Linked DNA regions of Zea mays: region 2 is linked to region 1. A link is a contact called in public Hi-C data. All regions are on one chromosome and are shown on one strand. Each heading gives the region's core, a stretch centred on a gene start, on an enhancer-like site or on the middle of the called end of the contact. The rest is flanking DNA. Distances are from core to core; before and after follow the strand shown.

Region 1 (5,217 bases), core at 871-3,370:
GCTGGCTCGGGCTCACAGTAGCTCGGACCGGCTCGACGCTCAGAACAAGTCCGAGTCGAGCCTGTTTTTGTGGCTCGTGAAAAGAGCGAGTCAGCTCGGCTCAGCTCGGTGCAGCTCGCCAGCTCGCTCGTGGCTCGACCCAACAACAATTTGTTACATAAAATCTTAGTTAGCATATAATATTAGTATCGAGTAGACAATAATTTATGTTATTTAAGATTACTATACAAAAATAATCTATTTTCTATATTATATTAGTGATATATCTATTTTACTAACTTAAAATATGTTATTTAAAATATTTTTAAGATTTTATATTATAATTTAGAGAGCAGATTTATATTTATGACTAGGCTCGGCGAGCCGGCTCGCGAGCCGAGCCGAGCCGAGCCGGTTTTCCGAGCTCGGCTCGTTACGTGAATGAGCCGCAGCGAGCCGAGCCGAGCCGAGCCGAGCTCGGCTCGGCTCGTTTCCAACCCTAATCAGGAGGCAGACAGTGCTCGTCAACGGCCATGGAAAAAAGCTTGTCTTCCTTGGACTTGCACGGCGGACCCTGTTAGCTCTCTTCTTTGCCAACTTTCCTTAATTACTGAGTCATCAGGTGTGCTTATATACTCGAGATAGAGTACATTTTTTTGGTCCTCAAACTTGCTCGGTAATCTGATTTTTCAACCTTAAACAAAATCAGAAATCCACAACATTAAACTATAAAACTAGATAACCAATGAGAGATTCTGATATTTTGAGACCCACAATTGACATGTATTTCAAGATTTGACACCCATATCACAGTCTGTGAGTCATTGACATGTAACCTATAAATCAGCCTTTGGGTTCATCGCTTCTTGTTCATGTACAGAGTCTCGTCTCGGTGCTAATCAATAATCATGACCCTCTTCCTTCCATGGCATGCTTGTTCGTTCCCTCCACAATAATCAAGAGAGCATGTGGTGATTGTTTGTTGGGCCATGCATGCCGATCAGCTGCCACGTATACTGTGCTGCTGCTGGGTTTTGGGTAGTAAGCTCTAGGGTCTACAAGACTATACTTCAAGTGAAGTGAAAGGACGATTGCAGGCCACTTGGGAGACATCAGGAGGCAGACAGTGCTTGTCAACGGTCATGGAAAAAAAGCTTGTCTTCCTTGGACTTGCACGGCGGACCCTGTTAGACCAACTCCAGCAGTACTCTGCATGGGGCTCCGTATCCCTTTTTTGCACAGCGGAGCACACTATTCATCAGTCCAGCAGTCTCCGCATCCGTCTCCCTAAAACGCACGCCCTGTACCTGCACTCCCCTTTTCCACGGTTTCTCTCTCCTCTCCGCAGCTGATTGCATGCGCTCGCGACTGCTCGTGGGCCCCAGCTGTCATAGACTGCATGCGGAGTGCAAATACGGAGTCTGCTGGAAACGGGGACGGATACAGAGAGGAGAGAGAAACTGTTGGCGGTGCTAAATACGGATACGGAGAGAGAGTCTGCTGGAGTTGGTCTTATAGCTCTCTTCTTTGCCACCCTTCCTTAATTACTGAGTCATCAGGTGTGCTTATATACTCGAGATAGTGTACATTTTTTTGTCCTCAAACTCGCTCGGTAATCTGATTTTTGAATCTTAAACAAAATCAGAAATCCACAACATTAAACTATAAAACTAGATAACCAATGAGAGATTCTGATATTTTGAGACCCACAATTGGCATGTATTTCAAGATTTGACACCCATATCACGATGAAATGTGAGGTTGCTGTGAGTCATTGACATGTAAACCAGAATGTTAAATCTTTAAAGGATTCAAATAAAAAAAGGGATTTGCGTCTTTGGTAGGCCGAGGCCGTAGATAGCAAAACACAGAATTAGCGATGGATATATCCCGTCAATAGGCGTCAAATTACGCTTTACAGCCTTTGGAAAACCAAAGCTTCCATTTGCATGCCCATCCATTATTCCCCCGTCTTTTCCTTCCTCTGCTTTCGCCCCCTCCCATCCCGTGCCGTGCTCAACTTTTTTTCAAACCTGCAGTGCCAGTGCTCCTCACTGACCACCTTCTTCTTTGAGCATTCATCAAGCAGATACTGCAGACATAATATCATAGCTGCACAGTTCGAAAAACAATCTGCAGTGCTTCAAAAAAAATTATGAAACGAGCTCCGTGGTTGCAATGGCGTCCTGTTACGAATGATATGCATGCGCAGAAGAGTCACGAGGAAGGAAAGACATGCAGCGCCACTGGTATGGTATGGCGATGATGGTGTCAGTCAGTTGGCCTTGGTATTTCTTCACCTCGTTTTTTTTTCACCTGCAGCAACGGAAGCCCAGCCGAGTGCATAGCAGATAGCGCTGTGGACTGTGGAGTGTGGAGTGAAGTGAACGAGCTCTCAGTCTCTCACACACTCTAGCTGCTCCTGCTTGCTTGGCTGCTGCTCTCTCCCACTGTCTCGCCGTCTTGCTCGCACGCATGGGCGTTGGCCGGGGTTCCTGCTCCAGCCACTGAAGACGCGGCGGCGGCGGCGGCTCCTGCTCATGGCAGGAGCTCAATGCGGCACAGGACCGCGCGCCGGGCCGCTCCTCCTCGTCCTCGTCCTGTGCGGCTTCCTTGTGCTGCTCGTGCCTGCGGCTCGGCGCGGGGACGACGACGAGACGGAGGAGTTCCCCGTCGCGTCTTCCGCTTCGTCGTCGTCGTGGCACTGGCACGCCGCTGATGGGCGCCGCCGTGCCCTGCCGCGGCCGGCCGCCGCGACGTGGCCGTGGCGCCCCGCCCAGCCCCGGGCGCGCGGGAGGTGGAACTCCGCGGGGCAGGACGGCAAGCACGAGGTCCCCAGTGGCCCCAACCCGGACTCCAATCGGTAGCCGTAGCCAGAGAGGTGGGTGGTCGTGAACTCCGATCCGCCGTCTGTGTTTGTTTCGGCGAACGGCGACCAAGCTCCCTCCCTGTCCCCTGCTCCTGCTCCTGGAGGCCGGTCGTCTAGCTAGGCCTGGCCGTCGTATCGCTCCTCCATGCTTCTTGCTGCTCCGTGCTGGAGCCAGTACGTGCGTCGTTTGCTTGCTGTGTTGTATCTTCTTCTTCGCCGTTCTCTTCGTTAGAGAATGAACATGACCATCATCTGACGCATGCATTGCTCAATTCTCGTCCAACCGACGATTGATTGGTGACCTGGAATCAGGAGCAGATTTTGCATCTGCTCGATCGTCGGTCTCGTACTGTACACTACCAGGCGCAGACCCACGCACCCTGTGCAGCTCATCAATCAATGATATGGTAGTATATGGTACCACACCACGCGTCGCGTGTCTGCTTCTGCGTGGTCGCGCATCACCTGAGCTGCCGGGTCCCCTCGCCCCTGCATGCAGCTCTGTGTTGTGCGTGAGGGTCATGCATGGCCGACCGGGCAGGTGATGAGGTCGCTCGCAATTGACTTGACTGACGCCGTGACTGTCCGTAGGCTACTACAGCATATTCGATGCGATGCTCATGTATAGTGCTGGGCAATTGAGTCGAGCTGGGCGGCTGGGCCAACCCGGTTCAAAATCAAGCCAATCGTGCTTCGTGCCAAACAGTTTCAGATCAGAAAAGCTCAAAAAACTTTTGGGCCGTATCGTGTCAGCCCGAAGTATAAAAACAGTGGCCCAATCCGGACCTAAACCACGTCGTGCCTTCGTTGGATCGTGCCGGCTCAAGCCCGGCCCATATATTGACCATATAAAATCAAAATATTACAATCATATAAAGTTAATAGCTTACTAAATTAAAGATATTAAACAATTCTAGCATCATTTGATCACATAAACTCTAAATATAACAACAATATAAAATCGATATCTTACTAGATTAAAGAAATCAAATAGATTAAGCTTAATTGGGCCGTGCCCGCTCAAGCCTGGCCCATCTATGCGGGCCATGCCGGGGCTCCAATAGGCCGGAAATTAAGGCCCGACCTAAGCCCACCTTCGGATCGTGCTAGCCTGGCTATATTATTTCATGCCGAGCCATGCTTTGGACTCCTATTTTTGGATCGTGCTCGTGCTGGCCCGAAAAGTCGGCCCATATCCTCAGCACTGCTCATATACAGTCATCTAAACAGTACCGCTCGCGGCTGATCACCCTTCTTACACCACTAATCGCGAGCTAAATCGGACTGTAATAACTAGTAGCAGCTAAATTATATATATTCATACTATAACCAGACTGTTATAGCAAGCATTTATATTTAGAGAATAAGGATAGCTATAGTCGCAAAGAGCAGTCCAGGCGCCGAAGAGCAGGCAGATGCATACGACTTAGTGCTGGTAATTGGACCGGGTCAGCCTAGTCCAAGTTCATTCTGCTTCGTGCTAAATCTAAAATGTAAAAATTTTTGGATGTGCTATGCCAGTTCAAAGTGTAAAAATACTGACATAGCTCGACCCAAAACACGTCATGCATTCGTTGGCCATGCCGGCCCAAGCCCGGCCCATATACTTGGCCATATAAAATCAAAATATTACACGCCTACTTCATCTCCCACACAAGCACACACTAGCACAAGGATCGTTCGGTCGTTCTTCGATCGTTCGTCCCCCGGTTCTTAGTTTGTTCGTTCGTTCGTCCGATCGTTCATGGTTCGTTCGTCCGATCGTTCGATCGTTCGTCCGTTTGTTCGTCCAAATAATCTTTTTCCTGCCGTTATGCTGCCGAAATTCCGATCGTTCGTTCGTTCGATCATTCGATCGTTCATCGTTCGTTCATAGTTCCTATTCATCGTTCATCGTTCGTTCATAGTCCCTATTCATCGTTCATCCAGATAATCTTTATCCTGCCGTTATGCTGCTGAAATTCGATCGTTCGTTCGTTCATAGTTCCTATTCATCGTTCATCGTTCGTTCATAGCCACTATTCATCGTTCATCGTTCGTTCATATAAACTATTCACATCACTATTTACCATTACTATTCCCCATTACTATTCATCGTTCATATTCACCGTTAGTATTCATCATCGTTACTATTCATCGTTACTATTCATCGTTCATCCGATCACCCCCAAATTTCAACTACTCATCCATCATGCTGTCCAGTCCATCTAAGACCTGCCAGACCAATATTTCAGTCATACGAACTCCGGTGACTATGATTTTCCTTCCAGTGGGAACTTCCCATCTGGTCACCCATCCCAGGTTTGTCCAAGTTGAGCATGCTTAACTTTGAGATTCCTTTGAACCAGGCTTCCAAACTTAGATTCCAA
Region 2 (5,217 bases), core at 1,993-4,492, 120 kb after region 1:
GACGGGTGCGCTCGCGCGCACCCATCGGAACAAAACATAACCGAGAAGGGCTAGTCTCCTTGCAAAAAATCCGGCAGAACCTCCAAGCGAGTGTCTACACTCCCTTTGAGGCTCGGGGGCTACTATCGGGTACCGTAATTAGGGGTACCCCCAATACTCCTAAGCATAGCTAGAAAACATCTTCAAAATAGACCGTAAAGGCTGGTAAGCGCGGCGCAAAGTTAAAGCCTCGTCTGCCTAGGGACGCGATCTTGTCTCGCTCGAGCCCGGCGTCGGGCAAGAACAGTGGTCCCGGGCGGATTCACGCCTCGCCCGAGGGCCCCCCTCAGGCAGCGGGCGCACCCCTGGCTCGTCCGAGGCTAAGCTCGGGCAAACTTTGTCGTATAGCAACCTCGGCCAAATCGCCTTACCGCCGACCGTATCGCATGCGCATTTAATGCAAGGATCGCCTGACACCTTATCCTGACACGTGTGCCTCAGTTGGCAAGGTCGAAGTGATCGCAGTCACTTCACCCCTTTACTGATCGTTCTGACAGGAAAACAATACTATTCACCCCGTTCCGACTACTATGCCAACCACCAGGGTAAGGATAACAACAGTGAGTCACGGCTTCTCCCGAGTTCAGCCTCGGGCGCAACAGGGAGCTCCGCCTCGCCCGACCCCGGCCTCAGCCTCGGCCTCGGGAGAAGGTCTCCGCCTCGCCCAACCCCGGCCTTAGCCTCGGCCTCGGGAGAAGGTCTCTTCCTCGCCCGACCCCGGCCTCAGCCTCGGCCTCGGGAGAAGGTCTCCGCCTTGCCCGACCTCGACCTCAGCCTCAGGAGAAGTCACTGCCTCGTCTGACCTCGGCCTCGGACCGACTACGCTATAGGGGATACATCATTACCCTACCTCTAGCTAGCTGCCTCAGGCTACGAAGGAACAAGACCGGAGTCACATCTAGATTACTCCGGTCACAGGTAATGATGATTCCCCGCATGCGTCCATGACGTCAATAGTCCTCAAGCTCTCTACGAAGGCAAAGAAACGTCAGCAGGACCCAGGACCGCACCGCCAGCTACGCTTCTACAGGGCTCGAGCACTTCTCCGCAGGCCACGTTAGCACATAGCAACACCCCCATATGTACAACTGGACCATCCCCTTGTGTCTATAAAAGGGGATGCCCAGGGCCTTCTCAAGAGAAAGGGGAGAGAGGACGGGCAGCAAGGACGACGGAGATGGACACACTCAAGCATCGAGCTCCACTCCGCAACACTAGACTCCTCAGGAGACCTAGGACCCATTTCCCTCTCTCGCGAAGCTTGTAACCCCTACTGCAAGCACCCCGGTGCAAGATAATTTAAGCCTCATCCCTCCTCTTGTGTTCCATCTTGCATCAACCCATCTGGACAAGGGCACGTGGCACAAAATTCACTAGTCGGTCCGGTTGAGGGTCCCCCGGATCCGAAACGCCGACAGTTCTGCTATGTAATATATCTGGCAAATGGCATGAATTAAAATATGCAGTTAATAGGATTCTGAAGATCCGTCATGAGATCCTAGGAGGACCCATATCTTTGAATTATAAATATGCAACATATAAATCTCGTACCGAATAATACATTCCTGACGAATGAACACTCTCCTGTGTAGAGAGAATATCTCCTAGATGAGATTATAGTTCCTTAATGGAACCTTTCCAGAAGAAATAAAGTCTGTGTTAAACACCAAAGTTTGATAATCCCTATATAGGGATAAAGATCCATACAGACCCGAAAAGCAATAAGATGAGGTACCAAAGGACTTGAAGTTCACCGAATAAGCACATGTGCATTCCACGATCTTTACTCATGGTATTTTCCACTAGATGTGGAATTACGGTATCCTCTAAAGCCACGATGGCAAAAACCTTAAGGTTTAGGTGTTACTGGTAAAATATCCCCATTGTGCCAGAAAGACAGACTATAATGATATATCTGATCGATGAAAAATCCCTGATGGATTACGATCTTTGATGGACTTTTGTTACACCATCATAGATGTTGCAAAGGATGAACGCCTGGAGTAATGTGTCATATTTAGAATATGTACTATTGCAACTATATTATCCCCTAAGTCCTATTGAAGGACATGTTATTTGCTTTGCACAACTATGTATAAATTGTGGTGTAGATAGAAAATGATAGCACCCAACCTCATCCATTATCATTATTCTAGATGAACAATGAGACATATATCTTGAAGAATATGCTTGAGTTATGAGGGATAACGACTTTGACAGATGTCATCGTCAGGGAGAGCGAATGCTTATATTGATCACAATCGTGAGACAATAAATGTCATATTTTATGCCCTAAAGGCGTGAGCTTGATGATCAATATGTGAACCTTTATAAAACTTTCTATCAAATATATAGATCCAGTCGATCGAACACCATCAATTAAAGTGGCTTATTTATATTGATACGTGCACTTACCTCGTATATCCTAGAAGTGAGTAGAGTTAAAGTTCCTGAAATAGTCCTTGCAAGGATATGCAATCCGTTTGCTAAATCTTTATGTGCATATACTTCCAGAAGAAAATATTTTGCCTTATCGATACGGTTTTGCAAATATCATGGGGAGCATATTTCTAAAGTTAGCCCTTGTAGAAGATTCGATAGAATCTAGATCCCAGAGGATCAAAATCTGTCCCGATGACAGCTGTTGTATTCTTTTTCCCTTGGTGAGTTTTCTTGAAGTATCTCACATGATGGTTTTTAACGAGGCAACAAAGTGCAAATGCAATTTGTATCATCATGCACTCTTTCTCCACATTTTTCTCACTGGGTTTTTCGGAGTTTTAACGAGGCATGTGTTGGTCGCGCTATTCGCCCAAGGGGGAGTGTTAAGTAACCCTAGTCAGAGTTATGTGGGCAAATACTTGTTTTGCCTCTGAGGGGTCTCACATCTACATATAAGGAACATGTACACCCCTCATAATACAGAGAAGAGAAAGAGGTCAAAGGCCCAACTCTATATCGTGTCTCGTGTGTTTCCTCTATCGTGCTTCTGGGAAGGGATACGGGTCTTCCACGACTTCTCGCGTCTAATCTGCTGACGGGAGGGAAAGGTGCGAATCTGATGATCCGTGGTAACGTAGTTGTTAGGACGGTACGAGTACTCACAGACGAGAAACGAGAAGCACATGTATGCTGTGCGCCTGTGCGATTCTGCTCGGGCCTCAGCACCACCAGCCCCGTGCTCCCTGTTCGACCTCTTGAAAATGGGCCGACATGAACGGGACGACTGGGCCGAATCCGTAGAACCGCGACGTGTATCCTGGAAGGCTGGAAGAAGCGTTTCGGCTATCCAGGGTCCAAATTAGAATCGGAACACCCAAAAAATCTTTGGGTACAACATTTTACCTACTAACAACTAACATATCCACGGGTAACAAATCTTTGGATCTCCATATTTTTGCATGTTTTTGTTACACTGATTGCTTTTGATCAACCCTTCTCATAGCTTTAATTAGATATCACTAATGTTCCTTAAATCACCACTTTGTTTAGCCTTATAAGCCATGTGTTTGGTAATCCGACACAGGGCGGCATGCCATCTAGGATAAAGTTAGTCCCAAAAGAACCATTCTTGATACCCTAATGAAATTTACTCAGTGGACTGATCATAATATGGTAATTGTATGTTTGGTCTTGATTTTCACTTAAAGTATCACTTTCTCAAATATATATTCTTTAATTAAATGGTAGTGTACCCTTAATTTGCTGGTCATCAATCTAGCATAATTGAAAACCAAACTTAAATCTCTCGATATATTGTAAATATCTTCCAATACGAAGTGACTTTTGACAATCCATGACTTCTTGTACTCCATCATTTCCTACAAAGATCAACAAAACAAAACAAAACAAAAATAAAGAACAAAGTTAGCTATTATAATGGTTAATAAACCAAAAATATAATAATTAGTACATAGCAATATAGTTGTAGATGGTAGTTCTTATTTAAAATTATTTATATCTCTACTACTTATTAAGTTAGCAATAGTAGTCTGCCTTTTTGTGTTCTGCCATTCTACGATCTCAGTCGTCCATTCTACCATTTTGCGATCTCAACCGTCGATCCCGCCCACCAGCCCCGCTCCCCGATCCCGCCCACCAGCCCCGCTCCCTCGTCTGCTTCCCCTTCCTCCCTCCGACCCTCTCTCACCCAAAAACCCTAGCTCGCATGTGCCCACGCCACCGCCGTCGTCGCCATCGCCCCACCCACCCAAGTGATGCCCCCTGACCCCGACGCTCCTCTCGTCTCTCACCCCGCGATGTTACCGGCGAAGCGCACGCCTAAATGTGGATTGACCGGTCGATAGTCAAGGAGACGCCTGAATCTTTTGTGCCTCTTTCACCTCCACCTCCGCCCCCAGATCGACGCGAGTGTCATGCTATGGACCTCGCCGCTTGTGCCGACATCAACATCGCACGAGCACACCTCCTCCTCGTTGCCCACGACCACAGGTCAAAAGCAAGCCATCTGTCGCCCATCTCAGTTTTATCGTCCTCCACCCTGAAACTTAGGGCATTTCGCTTTTGGTGAAGTCATCATCTTCCTCGTGCACGACGACCTCGACGGTTCGTACGTCGCCCGCCCGCCGCCACCCTCCTTCCGTGGATCCATAAAGCGCGGTGCAACAGCTCTCCACCTTCCACATCCCCGTCTACCATGCGCGGCACGCGAGCCACCGCCGAGATCTCCCCACCGGCAGCGAGGGGGTGTGCCCACAGACGGGCCGATTCGGATCTACGCCGACACCATCGACGACAGGTGGGCCCCATACATCGCGAGTTCATCCACTCCCCCCATAGCTCTGGATCTAACCGTGGCTCGCTCTCCTGGTGTCGTGTCACCCAGGAGGAGGCGCTCGATGACTTCGTCGACGACGGCGTTGACGACCTGGTGGTCTCGCTCTACCAGATGGACCTCGATCGCACGCTCTTCCTCCTCCGCTCCTACCTCCTCCTGGAGAAGGTTAGTAGGATTTCACAACCCACCATGTGTTTGTTCTTGCGCCACCCTTTCTAGATTGAACCAAAATTAGCGACCCAAAAAAGAAACGACAGTTGCGGCAATCTGATCGCCCTGCTGGCGTGGCTGCTGCAGATCAAGAAGTACACGATGCATATCTCTAGGTCCGATGACCTCCTTAGTCATCTCTCACAGCAGGAGCGCCTGGTTGGGGCATT

What was found. Hi-C and Micro-C count contacts between places; a contact is called where the count stands out from the background.
Region 2: a Hi-C map of leaf mesophyll shows a contact between it and region 1, with 2.9 times the contacts expected there. The contact joins the enhancer-like site here to the promoter of LOC100280380 in region 1. A contact is called at or near these places in 3 of 25 Hi-C or Micro-C datasets (ear, leaf and leaf mesophyll).

Annotation. Positions count from the first base shown.
Region 1 is chr5:223,490,229-223,495,445 of Zm-B73-REFERENCE-NAM-5.0, forward strand. LOC100280380 reads left to right here and starts at 2,121. Exons shown (of 2, transcript NM_001153305.1): 1 at 2,121-2,228; 2 at 2,302-3,118. The coding sequence starts at 2,520. The coding sequence ends at 2,846.
Region 2 is chr5:223,605,024-223,610,240 of Zm-B73-REFERENCE-NAM-5.0, forward strand. No RefSeq gene overlaps it. Among protein-coding and RNA genes, the nearest start is that of LOC100278838, 17 kb to the right of the region's middle. Within about 2 kb of position 3,243, at least 16 of the 20 cell types and tissues checked have an H3K27ac peak or open chromatin away from gene starts, as enhancers often do. A contact at or near this core is called in ear, leaf and leaf mesophyll, where this site is marked.